Linked DNA regions of Sus scrofa: all the other regions are linked to region 1. A link is a contact called in public HiChIP or PLAC-seq and promoter capture Hi-C data. All regions are on one chromosome and are shown on one strand. Each heading gives the region's core, a stretch centred on a gene start, on an enhancer-like site or on the middle of the called end of the contact. The rest is flanking DNA. Distances are from core to core; before and after follow the strand shown.

What was found. Promoter capture Hi-C pulls out the DNA fragments that hold promoters and counts their contacts. HiChIP or PLAC-seq counts read pairs in DNA pulled down with a chosen protein or histone mark.
Region 2: a contact with region 1 is called in a promoter capture Hi-C map of fetal skeletal muscle, with 6 times the contacts expected there. The contact joins the promoter of PLAU here to the promoter of SAMD8 in region 1. A contact is called at or near these places in 1 of 5 promoter capture datasets (fetal skeletal muscle), 1 of 47 Hi-C or Micro-C datasets (fetal heart ventricle) and 1 of 2 datasets of contacts at active chromatin or transcription factors (alveolar macrophages).
Region 3: a contact with region 1 is called in an H3K27ac HiChIP or PLAC-seq map of alveolar macrophages. The contact joins the promoter of NDST2 here to the promoter of SAMD8 in region 1. A contact is called at or near these places in 2 of 5 promoter capture datasets (fetal skeletal muscle and liver) and 2 of 2 datasets of contacts at active chromatin or transcription factors (alveolar macrophages and skeletal muscle).

What each region holds. Positions count from the first base shown.
Region 1 is chr14:77,677,636-77,680,929 of Sscrofa11.1, forward strand. It overlaps SAMD8 (sphingomyelin synthase-related protein 1), which reads left to right and starts at 1,652. Exons shown (of 6, transcript XM_005671120.3): 1 at 1,652-1,918. The coding sequence starts at 1,745. It also overlaps a transcript of DUSP13 not described here.
Region 2 is chr14:76,627,225-76,630,742 of Sscrofa11.1, forward strand. It overlaps PLAU (plasminogen activator, urokinase), which reads left to right and starts at 2,089. Exons shown (of 11, transcript NM_213945.1): 1 at 2,089-2,161; 2 at 2,497-2,584; 3 at 3,049-3,082; 4 at 3,241-3,348. The coding sequence starts at 2,528. The region is part of intron 2 of LOC102160869 (atherin-like); the gene reads right to left. It also overlaps a transcript of CAMK2G not described here.
Region 3 is chr14:76,532,754-76,536,120 of Sscrofa11.1, forward strand. NDST2 (bifunctional heparan sulfate N-deacetylase/N-sulfotransferase 2) reads right to left here and starts at 1,942. Exons shown (of 16, transcript XM_005671114.3): 1 at 1,603-1,942; 2 at 857-950. It overlaps LOC106506035 (undifferentiated embryonic cell transcription factor 1-like), which reads right to left. Exons shown (of 7, transcript XM_013983327.1): 2 at 3,324-3,367; 3 at 2,662-2,697; 4 at 1,603-2,101; 5 at 1,322-1,517; 6 at 1,028-1,233; 7 at 939-950. The coding sequence ends at 939. It also overlaps a transcript of CAMK2G not described here.

The DNA.
Region 1 (3,294 bases), core at 402-2,901:
CTCCGCCATGGGCCAGCCCACCCACCCCTCTGTCTCTGCGGTCACTCCTCTCTGCCTCTCCAGTGTCATTTCTCCTTCCTGGAGATTGGCAGGGACAGGTGAGACAGCAGCAAGTGACTCAGCAAGTCACAGGGGCCTCCAAAGAGAACAGGACATTTTCCTCCCCAAGTCACTCCCTAACCCCAAATTCCAAGCCAACATGGAATCAGACACGTCACTATGCAAGTCACTTTACCTCTCAGCCTCAGTTTCCTCATCTCTAAAGAATAATTATACCTACCTTAGAGAATTGTGAGGATTAAATGAAACAAAGGATATTCTGTGTCTAACACGTAGAAGATGATTTAGAGCCTGCATAAGGCTCTTTGATTCTGAGAACTGAGTTAAAGTAGAGATCCAGGGTGCAGAGGAGGTGGTTGGTTTCAAGGATGAATGATCGGAAAAGTTCCTCAGGTCTTGGTGGGCCACAAACTAGATGGGAACTGTACTGTTGAATGAGCTTTTGGATTATAGAGCCTAAGGAAAGTTTACTGAGTTATAGGGTCAGAGAAATGTGGAGAGGAGCATGGAGGGCCTCCTCTAAAGGGTGCCCATACGGTTGGTGGGAGAAGGTTCGAACAATGGTTCTGTTATGAAGATGGCTGGTTTTTCAAAAGAGAAGGCTAAAATTCGCCATGTATGTCCAAAGGGAGAAGGGAGGTGGATGTTGCCCTAGACTTTCTGAAGAGCCAAAGGGCAGTCATCAGAAAGATTTTGGAGTGGGAGGGAGCTTCTTCTGCCTATAAGGGCTTTTGTCCCCACAGCAGAAACAGAGAAAGGTCTATATCTGTCCTTCTGCTAGAGCTAGTTATGGGCTGAAGAAGTGAGGTCTCTTGCCCTTTCCAAGATGACTTCATGAAGGCTTGATGGGGCTGAAAGGGGTAAGAGCTGCAATTGGGAATGTCCCAGCTGCACTTGGCCTTGAGTCCAGCTTGAGGGTAAAGGCCACACCAGGGCATTCCATGGAAGCAATGCAAACTCACATTCAACCCCAGAACCTATCCCCACCCCTATTGGAGTCACTGAAGTCTGCCTTGCACCACCCAGGGAAGCAAGGCCAAGAAGGGGCTGGAGCCTAAGTGGCAAGTAGTTTGGGACTTGATTTATGCCAATGCTAGGCCTTGGTTGGGGACTTCCCTCAGGGTGGGGTAGTAAAGTGAGAGGAGCATAGGTTCTAAAGTTAGGTTTGAGTGGGAGTACTGGCTTTGGCACATATTAACTGCCCAACCTCAGGCAAGTTTCTTGGCCCTTCTTTGTTGTAATACCCTATAGAGGTGGCACAAGGAGCAAGTGAGATATTTATACGGCATTTGGCATAGGGACTGTCAGAGAGCAGAGGCAGTATATGATAACAATGATGACTGCAGGTTAGCTCTTGGAGAGGAACTGGCTTCCTCCAAAGGAATTAGGGTATAAATTCCTCTTGTCTCCGAACCCTATTACCACCCCCATAGGCCTCGCCCCATCTCCACTAGCCCCTCATCTCCCACTTTGGCTCTGGGCCTGACATGCGCTCCTGTGTTTCCCTGCTGCGGTTCCACGCCTCCGCCCTTCCCTGGCGCACAGCTTGAGCCCCGTGTCCCTTCCGGTTTTGGCCCCGCCCCGCAGGCAGGGCTCCTCCTCCCCCGGTAGGGCCCCGCCTCCAGAAGCAGTTCCGGTTCGGATTCGAGCGGCTGCCGGCGCGGCTGAGAGGTGGGCCGGAGCGATGCCAGCGCGCAGCCGCTACCGCCCCCGCCTCCATTCCGGCTCCCCTCCCCGAGCCCCGCCCCCGCCGCTCGAGGCGTTTTACTCCGGCGAGGCCCGGAGGGCGCCGGACTCCGACAACGGCTGGTACGCCGACTCGGAGGTGGGTCCGGGGAACCTGACTCGGGCCGCGGAGGTGAGCGGGAGCTGAGGCGGAGAGGGGAGTTTGGGGGGCGCCTGCAGCCAAGGGTGAGTGGGGAATCGGGGTTGGAGCCGGGGGCTGCCGTGGACAGGGATCCCGAGGGGCCCCGAGAGGCGGTTGAGGGAGCTTGGAGAGTCAGCTCTAGAATGGAATCTGAGGGAAATGGAGGTTGTTGAGCCGAGGCCCGGAGTGGTTAACACCCGAGCCTGGGTGTTAAGTAGAGGCCGAGGGGCGAGTGAGAGGGAGTGGGAAGCTGAGGGAGAGGTGCCCTTGAAGAGTTGGGGGCTTGGAGGTTTTCGAAAGCCGGGTGGCGAGGGGCGAATACGCAAGGGGTCCCGCAGGAACGTGGGACGGGAGGAAGAGATGCTCTGGGATTTGGCCAGTGGGGGCCGAGGGATGAGAGGAGCAGGAGCAGGACCAGGGTCGATGTTGCCACCTGGCCAGGGAGAGGGAAATGGCTTGGGACTGACGAGATCGCGCACCGAAGGGGGTTCTGGTCATTAGAGGAAGGATTTAGGTTTGAAGAGGAAGGGGCTATCGGGTGGCCTTAAAGACCAGAAAAAGAGAAATGGGCTCAAGAAAGAAAAGGAGCCCTTGGGAGCCCTAATTTAGGATTTTGGCATTTTCACAGGCGTCTTTTAAAGCATGGGAATCACTAGGGTAATATAATTGGTTAATGGGGTTTTCTCATCTGTGGACAGTGAATCCTTTTTTAAGAATATGAAGTGGGAGGGGTGGTGTTAAAAACACTGATTTGCCCACAGGACTAGGGGAAGTAGTGAAAAGGAAGTGAAGTTTGGAAAAGAGTGAAAGAGATTCTGAAAATAAAGATAAGCATTTGGGTTTCTTGTAACAGTAATAGTGTGATTTTCTTTGTATTTTAAAAAAAAATATATCTTAAATACTAGACAAGTGTAGATCTTTAAAAAAAGAATGAAAAGGCTTAAATTTGAAACAAGAATTTGGACGTTTCGATTTTACTGATACTCAGTATTGACTGGTTTCACTTTGGCAGCTTGAGTTGAGGCATATTTGCCACAGGGTAAAAATATAGTGAATGCAAATGTCTAGGTTGAAAAGGAACGTAAAACTATGTGTGAAATCACCACAGTTCAAGAGGCTACCAGATCTTTCTCTCACCCATAATGAGTTATCTCTTGAAAAGTGGAACGGTACTTTTGAAGGATTTGCAGAACTAAAATTAATGTAATTTTGAAGCGATTTTATGAGTAATATTTTATAGTTAATAATAGAGTTATCTAGAAAAATAAAGGGGATCTTGTTGGCGGTTAACACAGCAGATAGGTGGGTACACAGATGCCTTTCATAGAAGACGTAGCACCAAAGCCATAATTGTGCCAGAAAAATAA
Region 2 (3,518 bases), core at 839-3,338, 1.0 Mb before region 1:
GGCCATAGGAGGAAGGAGGGGGAAGAGGGGTGTCATGCTGTATAACGGTCTCCAAGCCTCTTTGTCCAAGAGGAAATGAGGTCATCCTGCTCTCAGAATCAGTATGACAGCCTCCAGCCAAGTAATCTGGAGTCATGAGAGCTGCTGGGGGAGCTCTGTGAATCAGAAGAGTCTGCTGGGAAATTCCTGATAACTAACCTAGGAGTTTCGGGGTAGGTCCTCAGGCTGTAACATCTCTGTTTACATTCTGATCACGTTTATTTACAAGGAATGGGTTTTAACTCCAAACAAAACATAGCAGTCTTCTAGAGGAAGTAGTGAGGCCAATTCTGCGGCCTCCAGCACTTCTGACTCAGTCCATTCCCCTGGAGGCTGGCAACTCAGAACTGGGCACAGAAAAACTCTCCCTCTGGAGGATGATGGGTCACCTGCCCTCCAAGCTGGATGGTTAATTTGTACTTTCCCAGGCAGAGGCTGTCATCCTAAGAGCTCTGGCTGGAGTACAACAAAGAGGCTTTCCTTCTTCCTGCCATCCTGGCACTCTCTCTGCCCACCTCTGCCCCACTCAAGTGGACCGAGACCCAAGGTCCAGGTTTGCCAAAATGCTGGCGGCTAGGCAGAGAGAAGAACCAAGCCTAGGCCCCTAGTGAGTTATAGGGATGTAGCCCCATCCCCTTCCACTAAGGGAGACAGTCCTGCAGGGTGGATTCAAATGACCCCAAGCCCTTGTTCCCAGCATTAGGGGAAAGAGGTGGGGGTGACTGAACTTCAGAGTCACTGCTGTGCTTCTTCAACTCTGCCTGAGGGATATGTGCGTGTGAAAGGGCTTGTGCGTGTGTACACAACTGCGTGCGCTCACCCACAAGCAGGAAGCATAGGTGGAGTCCTTTACACATGATCTGTCTTTATGGAGACCGATCTTATCTGATGAGCAATTATTTTATCTTACTAGAAACAAGGCTCTACGATGAAGTAGAATACTAAATACGCATGCATTTAAAAATCTGCAATTATCTTTTTGGAATGGGTGACACAAAGATGTGTTTTCAAAAATGTAAATAGTGTAAAAGGCCATACAGTGACAAATAAATCTCATTCTTGCCCTCAAGTTCCCTAATTTCTCTCCTCAGAGGTAAAAAGAAAACTTTCTATATTAATCAAACTTTACCTTTCCATTAATCAAGACTTTACACTTTCTAGTCTTTATTAAGTGTCTATACTATGGCCCAGGCAAACTAATGATTGGTTCATTAAAGGAACTTTCTGAAAGACCTATCAACACTTCAAAAGAAAGTGTCAGCAGTCTGTGCCCTAAGACTTTGTTATCACAATCCTATAATATCATACCAGATGAGCCCTAATTCTTATCCAGCCCTCATGTTCAAAGACCTCCCTTAAACCAAACTGCCAATTCCCAATGAAATCCATGCCCCCCCCCACCCCAACACCACAAGCTATCTTGCTGCAGTGAGCAACAAATTCAGCTAGCGTTATTCACTTAGGGGGAGCTGGCATACAACCGAGGCAGCCCGGGTGAGCAGGGGGGTTTTGTCCGTTTCAGAGAGCATGAGCATGTGTCAGGAGTATTTTCACATTGAGAAAGAGACTTCACAGCGCTGAGAACTATGCCCGTATACCCAGGGGTCCGAATCACTCTCGTAGGCAGCTGGGGCTAAGGGTAGAAAGGGTGAGAAAGAGCTGATTGAGGGGATCTGGGAGGCAGCATCATAGCTGGGGGCAGGGGTAGGGCATCTCCCAAATCGATCTTCTTTTTGTAATTCGGGGTTTGGTGGGGAGGTGCTGCTCAGGGGCGGGACCCAGGGCAGGTGAATGCGAGGAGGGGGCGGGGATTTTAGGTGCCTCTCTTTCCCTCAGTTCAGACCAATTTATCCCTCCCCTGGGAACCGCTCTGCCCCCTCACAGTTAAGGTTGAGGAAGCCCGTGGGGGGGCGGTCCGAGTCAGAGCTGGCCTGCAGGGAAGAGGAGGGAAGGGAGTGGATGGGAAGATCCCAGGCTAGGGCGGGGCCAGGGCTGGGGCGAGTCCTAATATAGAGCCTGCACTGCGGGCTTAGGAGCACAGCGCGGAGACTGAAGTCCTAGAGCCTGCCGAGCATCAGAGTGCCTACTAGTCCCCGCTGTCCCATACAGGCCATAGTCGAGGGTGAGTGTGGGCCACCCTAAGAGCACAGGGTGGATGCAGGCAGCCCCCCTCCTGCCGGCTTCACTTCCCCCTACCCGCTGGCCCCGCTCGGCAGCGGCTCCGCGGGGTCACCGCGACTCTGTGCCCAGCGCACAGGAGTCCTTCTGCGTGGCGGATCCAGGCTGTGCCGCGATCCCTGAGTCTCCAGAGAGGAGGGACGGTCAGGTTCGGGGAACCTGGTCACCGCGGGCTCATCCTGCAGGGGACCTAGGGGCTCCTGCCCCCAACTGCAGTAACCCAGCCTGTCCGCCTTCGCGTTTCTCCCCTTCTTCCCCTGACTTCTCCTTCCCTTGCAGAGCCGCTGTCTAGAGCCCAAGCCTCGCCAGCATGAGAGTCCTGCGGGCGTGCCTGCTCCTCTGTGTCCTGGTCGTGAGCGACTCCAAAGTGAGTGGCTTCTGTGCTTTGACTCTTGGCGGCGGGAGGGGGCTTGCAAGACCCCTGAACAGGGCCCGGGAAAGGAAGGGGCTGCTTAGGGAGCTAGGGTCCTCTAAATCCCATCAACGGCAGGGCCAGACCCTCCCTGGGAAATAGGGCAGGTGTGACATTGGGGTGTTGAGAACCAAGTGAGCTCTCAGTGGCTGGCAGGGGAGAAAGAAGCCGCAGGGACTGCCCTGCTCTGCTGGCACTTGATTCGTGAAGCTTGCTTGAGTCAATCCATTTCTCTCTGCTGGAAACCTATGATCTTTCATTTGAGAGCTAGGCAGACACGAACGGGGTGAAGAGAGAGGGAACCAGAGGGAAGGGTGAGCTTGGGGGTGGGGGCCAGTTTATCCTCACCCTGGAACCGCAGGAGCATGGAACCTTTGTTGAACTTTCCCTTTCTCTCCCTCCCTACTCATCTCTTCCAGGGCAGCCATGAACTTCATCAAGAGTCTGGTGCATGTGAGTATCCACCCCTTGCACAATATCTGCTTGCACTGATATCTTGGAAAAGCCTCAGGGGGCAGCCCCTCCCTTTACCAGCAAGAGGACTGGCTCCCTGATTGCTTCCTCCCACACTCCTTGCTTACCCCCCACCCCCCAACCTTTGTGTTCTGCAGCGAACTGTGGCTGTCTGAATGGAGGAAAATGTGTGTCCTACAAGTACTTCTCCAACATTCAGCGATGCAGCTGCCCAAAGAAATTCCAAGGGGAGCACTGTGAGATAGGTATGTGGATCCTGATTCTAACTGGAGAGGAGGAGGCACCAGGGATTGTGGGGCAGGGAGACATGGGTGGGATGCAAGAGCAGGCAGGCGTTAGGAGTTGGGGGTAAAAAGGAGGGGGGCATCTTTGTTCCCAGTGATATATAGTCAAACACAAACATGCACTATCTCAT
Region 3 (3,367 bases), core at 692-3,191, 1.1 Mb before region 1:
TGTGACCTGTGCTAGTGTCAGGAGGGGTGGTAAAAATGTAGCCCTGGAGCAAGCCACATCACTGGCATCTCAGGAAAACTACAGAGCTGAGTTCAGAGTCTCTCTCCCTATCCAGTCCAGTTCTCCTTCCTAACTTCGCCTAAGTGGTTCTATCCCCTCATCTCTTAACAGCTCAGAAGGGTTCTGAGCTAGCCTGGAGAGACATGAGTCCTGTTACAAAAACAGAGCCAACTGAGTGAGGCAGGTTGAGAGAGAGCAACAGGAGCTGAAGTAGTATCCAACTGATAACAGAGAGACGATTTAAGAACACTATGATCAGAAAGTAGTTTTAAGGAGACCTAATTTTGGAGACTCCTTTCCTTAAATAGATAGACTGCTTCTAGAGGCGTTACCTTGGCCTCTCCTGGTAAAGCAAGTGGCTGCAATCTCTGTCACCTACCCCATGACTATACATCTCAGCACGATTCAGCAGAGATAGGGTCCTTCACAATCGAGAGACACAAATTTAAAAATAGTTCACCTCTGGCCTGGGTAAAATCAATCAGCATGAAAGGAGAACTGAGAGAGGATCAAAATGGTGACAGGGAGGGGGGTGAATCCTAAGAGGAAACTCTGGAGCAAACACAATAGTCAGAAGTCACTGTGGGGAAGTAGATACCGGGGGTGTATCACCCATAATGTTAAGAATAATAGTTAACATTTACTGAGGGCTTACTCTTTGCCAGACAGTCTTATAAGAGCTTTCCATAGATTTAATGCTTACACTAGCCTTAAAAGGTAAGTAAGAGGTAGATACTCTTTTTATCCCCATTTTACATGCCAGTAATTTGAGGTCCAGAGAAGTTAAGTAACTTGCCCAGGATCACACAGCTCAGTGGAGGAACTGGGATGCAAAGTCAGGCCTGTCAAGGTTCAGCCCTGCTCTTAACCACTGCATTTTAGCTTCGGACCTAGAAGAAGAAGCAATATTTAGGGAAGGGGTGCAGAGAAAGTATTGGGGGAGGCTGTGAGGTGGAATGCTAAATACCGAAGCGGGACCACCGCGCAGAAAGGTGCTGAACGTGTGCGCAGCAGCGGGAGGTTCGACGGAAAGCAGCGGAGGTGGGGGCTGGGGAGGCCGGGGGGTGTGGGGCCCACGGTGGAGACCAGCGGCGCGGATGCCGCGGGAGGAGGGGGACAGAGCAGCGCCGTGGGCGTAGAGGGCGGGCACATGGGGGCTGCGGATGGAGGGACCTGCCGGGGGGGAACACGCGGTCACAGGTGGGTATGGAGAGTCGGGCGTGGAGCGTTGAAGGGGAAAGGGCAAGGGGCGCGCGCGGACTAGAGTCAGCGGTGACATCGGGGCAGGAGAGCCCCGAGGGGAGGAGGAGCCCCGTGCTGAGGGGACGAGCAGACAGGAATGAGGCCACTACCAGGGCCGGCCGGCGGGAGGGACAGGGGGAGGGGAACGCGGGCCGCCCCGAGGGGCCGCCCGGGACGCCCCTGCGGGAGGTTTTGGTGGCCACGGTGAGGGAAGTCTGTGAGGGTAGAAGTGCGGGGACCGTGGGTGGGGGCCACACTCTGAGAGGGGCGGGGGGGGGGGTCTTCCCAAGGGCGTCTCACCCGGCGGACTGGGCGGCGTCCCCGCTGTCCCCGGGCTCCGCCACGTCCCGGGGCTGCCCGGCTTCCCTGCTCTCGGGGCCTCGGGCCGCGTCGCGGCGGCTCCGCCATCTCCGAGCGAACGCTCTGCCGCAGCCGGGCCCAACCACCGCTCCCACCGGGGGGGAGGCGGCGCGCTGCCGCTAGCGGCCCCGTTCGGGTCCCTGCCGCCTCCGGGCCTGGCAGCCGCGCGGCCGAGGTGCGGGGCCGCCGAACGGTGTTCCGCAGCGCTCGGCCGAGCCGCCGCCTTAGATACAGCAGGCTCTGCGCGCCGCCGGCAGAGGCACCCCCCTCCTCCCTGCGCGGTGGCACAGTCTGGCGAGCGTCGGGCGCCGCGTCTCTGGGTGCAGGGGCGGGCCGAGGGTGCGGGTTCTTCCACTCCGCCCGGCTGAGGGGGGGAGCCGGGCCGGCCCACTGAGGGACGGGGCGGGGGGGCGGGGTCGGTCCTGGATGCCGGCGGGGCCTGGGGGCGGGGCGAGACCCGGAGCTCAGTCCCTAAGGGCCCAAGTTCTTCCCTCCACCCCAAACTCGCTTCAGCGGCTGGGGGGACTGATTGGAGGCTGATGAATTTATGAGGAAGATTAATTCTTAAATGGGCACAAAAGGAGTGGGAGAAAGTACATCTCTCCACCTGAAACCTTGTAACCCAGGCTGCTAAAATCTAAGCCTCTGGCCTTAAGCCTCCAACAGCAGTAACACCATGGACTGTTTAAAGGTTATTTTATTAAATATCTTCAGTTCAAGGTTTCATTGTAACAAAGCTATGAAGGGTCTACCAACATTCAGAACAAACACTATTTTTAAATTATTTCTATGTCGTCATGCAAAAATTCTGCATCAAATGCCTTCCATTTCCTGTTTAAAAGGTGTTTTTTTTTTTTAATAGTCTATTGTCTATAGATGCTGACATTAGCCCCAGAAGAGGAGTAAGAATGCTTAAGAAGTGGGGCTGGAGCAGCCATATGAAGCTATGGGTCTTAATGAACTCTAAGACCATTTGTCTTCAAGCCAGCAAAACCAAACCCTGTGGTGAAGGTGTCTGCGTGCTGGTACTGCAGGCTGCAGGGCAGTAAGGGGCCCAGGGGCTGGGGCATGCAGGAGGTGCTCCGAGGAGCCTGGCTAAATCCAAGCACCAGCACCTATAAGTCTGCTCTCTTCTCAGCTGGCTCCAAGGTAAACCTGTAGCTTTGCCTCTTCCCCCAGCTCCTGTGCTTCCTTAAGGCAGTCCGGGGAGCTAGGGTCTACCCATCTTTTCCCCCAATAGTGCAGACAGGTCTGCACAGTTGTTTTGGGGGGAACCAAGGCCATGACCAATTGCTCCTCCATTATCTTCTCTGCTGTCTGCTTAAAGCATAAATTTTTCCCTCCTGGAATGGAACTCCTTGAGCACAGAGAGGGACAATGAATGTAGGAGCCTTGGCTCTGGACATCTCTTTTGGGTACATGCAGGTGAGGGTGGGGGTGATGCCCATGCAGACTGTCCAGCAATAAGTCTGTACTTCAGGTGGTCAGTAAAGAGACGCCTCTTTAAAGAGGACACCTCCTCTTCTTGCCAGAGTAGTCAGGTCAATCTCAAAGACAGGAAAAGAGATGGGCGTGCAGGACGGGAAGAGTAAGGAGGGAGGCACCCCTGAGGGCAGCCTGAATGCATAGAAACAACCATCAACTCAATCCCACTGCCTTACTCCTCCCATCCCACTTGGCAGAGGGCCCAGGCCCAGATGAGGGT